2 separate regions of the Mus musculus genome follow, and region 1 is linked to region 2. The links are chromatin contacts, called in public HiChIP or PLAC-seq maps. All regions are on one chromosome and are shown on one strand. The core of a region is the stretch at or near the end of the contact, and the rest is flanking DNA. Distances in the headings are between cores, read along the strand shown. Region 1 holds the start of Rpf2 (ribosome production factor 2 homolog). Region 2 has its middle 29 kb from the start of Ccn6.

Region 1 (2,700 bases), core at 149-2,648, 1.1 Mb before region 2:
AATTGCTTGCTAGCACAGCTCATAGAACTTGGGAAAAGGAGTTTGTTTACCAGATGGATTTATTGCTTATTTATTTTGAGACAGTGTCTTAAATAGTCCGGTCAGACTTGGACAGGAGTTTGTGCCTAGGACGGTGTATATAGTTAAGTGCTATACCACTGAGACTGCCCAGGTAGCTCCAGCCAGGCCTTTAAAGCTATTTAGAAGCCACCTTCCTAACTTGCCATTATCCATCCCAATATGCAAAAAGATGGATTTCCTGGAATGGCAGGACATGCCTTTAATCTTGGTAGGCTATGCATTTAGTTCCAGTGGTCCATAGGGAAAGGCAGCATCTCAGGTTCTACACCAGCACGGTCAACAGCTCTATGCCAGCACTGGCTGCATTTCAAGATCCTCACCCCAAAACAGAGCACACAAATGCACAGACCTTGCAATGGTAAATTAGGTCACTTGTGGTGGCAAATGACTGTAATTTTTGTCACTCAAGTGGCAGAAACAACACAGAATTCAAGATCCCGGTGATCTATATAGCAAGTTACAGGCCAGAGAAAGTGATGTAGAGAAACCCTGTCTCAAAACAAAACTCAAAATTTAATAAAGTCAGACCCAAGACTGCACACTATGAGATTCAATTCATACTATGTACAGCAGACTAGGCAATTCCAGGCAACACCGTGCCACTCGTGGATGGGTATGTGAGCTCTTTGAAGTAATAAAAGTATATTGCATGAGATAATAGTTGATGGTTGCATCTAAATCCCTACACAGCCTGATCTTCCAGCCTTCCTTTCTAAAGTACTGAGATGCCAGGACTGCAGCCCAATGCTGAGTTCTTTGATGTGTGTGTGTGTGCGCGTGCACCTCATTGTGGAGTGGAGGTTGAATTTTTAATTTTCAATTCTGCCCTCTCCTCCCCCAATGCTGGTGTTACTGCCTTCACGGCTGTGCTGGCTTCAGTGGCTTTGTGAAGGCACCCAAACCAATGAATTGTACACATTACCAGGTGTATTTTATATAACTATATGCAAGTTATATGACTGAGACTTGAGAGAAAGTCACGATGAGCAGTATTCTTCGTGTATCTTTCATGTAGAAGGCGAGGGGTTAATCAAGCTGCTTCAACTGCTCTCCCAGTTAATGGCGTCCTTTTCATAGCAGTACTTTTGGTAACTGAGTACCGTACCTCCAACCTTTCTAGCATTCTGGTTATTTCCCTGAAAAGGAACACTTGCCTCCCAAATCCTCGACTAAGTCGTTTACTTTCCGGAGAACAATCAAACAACGTTCCGTAACCAAGGGAGACGGAACGCCATGCCTTCCCAAAATGGCCGCCAGCGCGGACAGCCGGGCTGTCCATTGAAGTGGTATTTCGCACTTCCGGCACCGTCTCTTCCGGCGCTCGCGGCGGCTTCCCGGAAGTAATCGGTACACGTGCATTCGCTAAGGGATCTTGCAGCTATGGATGCTTTGGACAAAGTTCTGTAAGTGTGTGGGGCGCGATGGCGTGGGGGCGAGTCTCCCGTGACCTCCGACGCGGTCTTCCCGCTGTCGCTCTTTCCGGTCGTGCTTTGCTAGTGGTCCCTGGGAAGGAGTCGGCTCGGCCGATTCTCCGTCCCGAATCGCCGCTGGGGAAGCCGTGGTGGCAGACCGCGGGCGGTGGACTGGAGCGAGGGCGGACGCTGTGATCGGCTTATGACCTCGCCGCTGATAGATTCTGAGCTGTGAGAATGGTGGTGGCCTCGGAATCTGACAAGAACCAGGCGACAAACTGGACTCAAAGTTTTGTCACTCTGGGCATTTGAACAGCCCTAAATCAGTTTACCCTGTAAAAAATAGCTGTCACAACAGCCGTGTGTCATAGAACTGTAGAGAGCAGTGTTTGCCACAACAGGTACAAAATGGGAATTTTTCTTTTCCTTCCAACCTTGTACACTTCTGCATTTCCCTGAGTGATGGTTACGTTTGTTCAAAAAATACTTATTGAGTTCCCAAATGCTATTGCATTGGTTCTTACAGTTTTCTGCTACTTAAGTAAATATGTAGTGTAGACGACAGTTTCTTTTTAGTCATTAATGAATTTTGTGCACCTACTATGACTAACTAGTAAGGTGCTATTTATATTGATAACTGGTTAGTCAAATTGCATAAAGACACGGGCTGTAAAGTGTATAAAAACAGTGTGTGCCTTGATTTAACTCAATAAAATGTGTACATCTTTGACTGACTATTAAATGACTAACTTGGGTTTTTTTTTTTTTTGTTTGTTTGTTTTTTCGAGACGGGGTTTCTCTGTATAGCCCTGGCTATCCTGGAACTCACTCTGTAGACCAGGCTGGCCTTGAACTCAGAAATCTGCCTGCCTTTGCCTCCCAAGTGCTGGGATTAAAGGCATGTGTCACTACTGCTCAGCCTAACTTGGTTTTATACATGACATTTCATTGGAGGAGAATTTTTAAATTCTATGTGGGAAATTAAGGTGTATGCATATTTTGGGTTTTCTTTTATTTTTTTCTTTCTTTCCTCTCCCTTTCTCCTTCCTTTCCTTCCTCCCCTCCCTACCTCCCCTTTTCTTTCTCTCTCTCTTTCTCTCGCTCTCTTTTTGTCCCTCCTCCCTTCTTTTTTTTCTCTCTTTCTTCTTTCCCTACCTGTCCCAAGACTGGGAAATGGAGGGTTATTTTTATTTGAGAGAGGAGAAAT
Region 2 (2,700 bases), core at 89-2,588:
GAACATTGAACAGTTTACATGGGAATACTTAGAGTCTGATTCTGCTCAAAGTGAAAGACTCCAAGAGGAGCCCCTCGCTCAGGCCTCAGGACAATAGTGGACACCCAAGAACTCACGACAGACCTGACAGACCGAGCTTGTTGCAAACCACATGAGGCTTTATTCGGGAAAGCCAGAGCTCTGGGGACGACTCATATCCCACGCAGGGGTAGAGGAGTCGAGGGGAAAGAATTCCCAGTTTTTATAGGCCCTCAGGGGGGAAAGGAGAAGGGGGAGATTAGGGGATTTCCAGATCTAAACAATGTCTATTTTCAAGAAATGGGTATGGGAGGGGTACAAGGAAAGAGTCTAATGAAGGTGCAGCAATGGGCACACACCTGGTCAGAACATTGGCAGACACACAGGTTCAAGGAGTGGCCAGATCATTGTGCACCTCTATTTTTCTAAATCAGCGAAGCTAGTTCTGCTAACACTGACGTCTATCTTGCCAATTTCAGGGCTTCTGTGTCCTTTTACATTCTGCCAGGATCTTTCAAAAGCAGGATCTGCCTTTATATCAAGCACCGGGTGTGGGAAGTGGCTTCTTTCATCACATTCTTTCCTCCCGTCTTTTTAATAAAAGCACAGGTAGCTCAGGGCACTTGTGCAAGAAATGCATCCACAGCTGCTCTTACTGCTGAAAAATGCAGAGAGAATGAGATGCAGCTTCTCAGCCCAGAGAGAAAAAAAAGAGTCGCAACTAGCACCTTGGGAGATATTGCCAATTCCCAGCCTCTGAACTCAGACCTCGTCTTTACATGGGTTTCCACTAGTGCCCAAATGACAAGGAGGTGGAATCATTCCTCAGAACCCAATTCATGTCTTTTAGAATTGTGTGCTTGGAGACATCTATGTGAGCTGTGTGCCAATGGACACAGTTCTTTCTGGTATATCATTTGCTTCAGTCTTTTCATAGCAAATGCTTTGTTTAAGAACCCTCCTAGGTACTCCTTCAGGTGGCCTGACAGAAGTGAACCCTAGATAATAACTCAAATCTATTCAATTGTCAGAGTGGGAAAACCAAAGTCCTTCCAGAGTGGAGCTTAGATTGGGTTTATTTCAGTCTAAGCCTGTAGAGTACTGCACCCTCACTGCAAGCAACCATTGTCCCTTATGCATGAAGCACAATGTATTGTACATGGTAGGCATTAACTAAATATATATTTAATGAAACTGAATTTCCTAACACTGTCAGCAAAACTTGCATATTATAGGTGGGGATTTTCAGATACCTTCTTCTGTCTTGCCCAATAGGGCTCTTCAGATCTCTGAGCTTCAACCGCCTAACCACATCCTGTTGTGCTCAGGCGCTCACAGCCAAAGGCTTGCAAAAGCAGTTGATTGTACTGAAGTCTACAGTGATAAGTGATTACCGATGATAACATTCTATAGTTGGCCTCCTGAGTATGAGAGTTATTGCCTCTGATGTTTAGAAGGTAGATGTGAGCTGGAGTCTCTTTCAGGACTGTAGAGAGGAACATATCCCCTAGGTAGCATTCCTCAAAAATGGATCAATTCAAAATGGCCTCTCATTTTGAGTCAAGATATTTGATACCTAAGAGTATTCCTACTAGAAGGACACAGTATGGACAGAAAATTAAGCTTAGGTGGTAAAATACTTGCCTAGCATGTACGAAGGAAGTCCTGGGCTTGATCCCTAGCACCAAATAAAACCTGGTGTGGTATCACATACCTCAGATCCCGGTATAGGAAGGATCAGGAGTTCAAGGTCATCCCAATTACATAGGAAGTACAAGGCCAGCCTGAGCTACCTGAGAGCCTGTCTCAAAACTAACAAAGTATGATAATTAGTTCTATTATCAACTTGTCACAATTTAGAATCACCAGAGAAGAGACTGAGCAGGGGATTATCTACATCAGTTTGGCTTGTTACAGTATAATTGAACCTGTTTCTAGTTAGGGTGTGACTCGCCTTAAGCACACCTCTTTATTCCCTCTGGCCAGAATACAGACACAACATTGGTACTCACCTTTAATCCCAAACAATGAAGGTAAAGTTATTTTGTAGACGGAAGCAGCCATGTTTGAAAGTGATGTCTAATTGAGTAGCAGACAAAGTGACAAAAATCAGAGAAAGATCTGACAGAATAGGATATGTCCAACTCTCCTGAGGAGAGGAAAGGAAAACTACTCAAGGAAGAGACAGACAGCATAGGAAGAAGAGAGTACAATACAGGATACAGTAGAGTTCCTGGAGAGGAGGACAATTGAGTTGAGAGGGAGAGTGGAGCAGCACAGAGAAGGAGAAGGAGGCAGTTTTACCAGGAGAGTTTTACAGAGACAGATGGAAGAGAGAACAAGCTAGACACAGGCAGACAGAACAAGCAAGAGAATGAGAAGGAGCCAGAAGATTAGAAGAGATTGTGAGAGTTAGTTGAGGCCAAGCAGAACAATTCAGAGGCTGAGAGAAAAACCAGATTGAATAAGTCAGGTGGGAGAGGAGTTCTCACCAGAGCAGCTGAGTCAAATCAGCCAGAGTTCAGAGAGAACAAAAGAGGGAAGGTGAGTTTATTTAGCAGTAAGTCTCAAAGACTGAAAACATTCTAGGCCTAGATTAAATTGTAAGGAGGCTAGAAGCTTCCAGGACTAGGTCTAGGTAGTAGACAGTCAGTAAACCTCCAAGACAACACTTTTAAAAGG

What was found. HiChIP or PLAC-seq counts read pairs in DNA pulled down with a chosen protein or histone mark.
Region 1: an H3K27ac HiChIP or PLAC-seq map of T-cell acute lymphoblastic leukemia shows a contact between it and region 2, with 5 times the contacts expected there. The contact joins the promoter of Rpf2 here to the enhancer-like site in region 2. A contact is called at or near these places in 2 of 39 promoter capture datasets (embryonic stem cells and hippocampal neurons) and 4 of 115 datasets of contacts at active chromatin or transcription factors (T-cell acute lymphoblastic leukemia, double positive thymocytes, epiblast stem cells and 1 more).

What each region holds. Positions count from the first base shown.
Region 1 is chr10:40,245,737-40,248,436 of GRCm38.p6, reverse strand. Rpf2 (ribosome production factor 2 homolog) reads left to right here and starts at 1,398. Exons shown (of 10, transcript NM_023323.3): 1 at 1,398-1,484. The coding sequence starts at 1,462. Gtf3c6 (general transcription factor IIIC, polypeptide 6, alpha) reads left to right here. Exons shown (of 6, transcript NM_026113.5): 6 at 1-736.
Region 2 is chr10:39,191,524-39,194,223 of GRCm38.p6, reverse strand. No RefSeq gene overlaps it. Among named protein-coding and RNA genes, the nearest start is that of Ccn6, 29 kb to the right of the region's middle. Within about 2 kb of position 1,338, at least 73 of the 459 cell types and tissues checked have an H3K27ac peak or open chromatin away from gene starts, as enhancers often do. A contact at or near this core is called in T-cell acute lymphoblastic leukemia and double positive thymocytes, where this site is marked.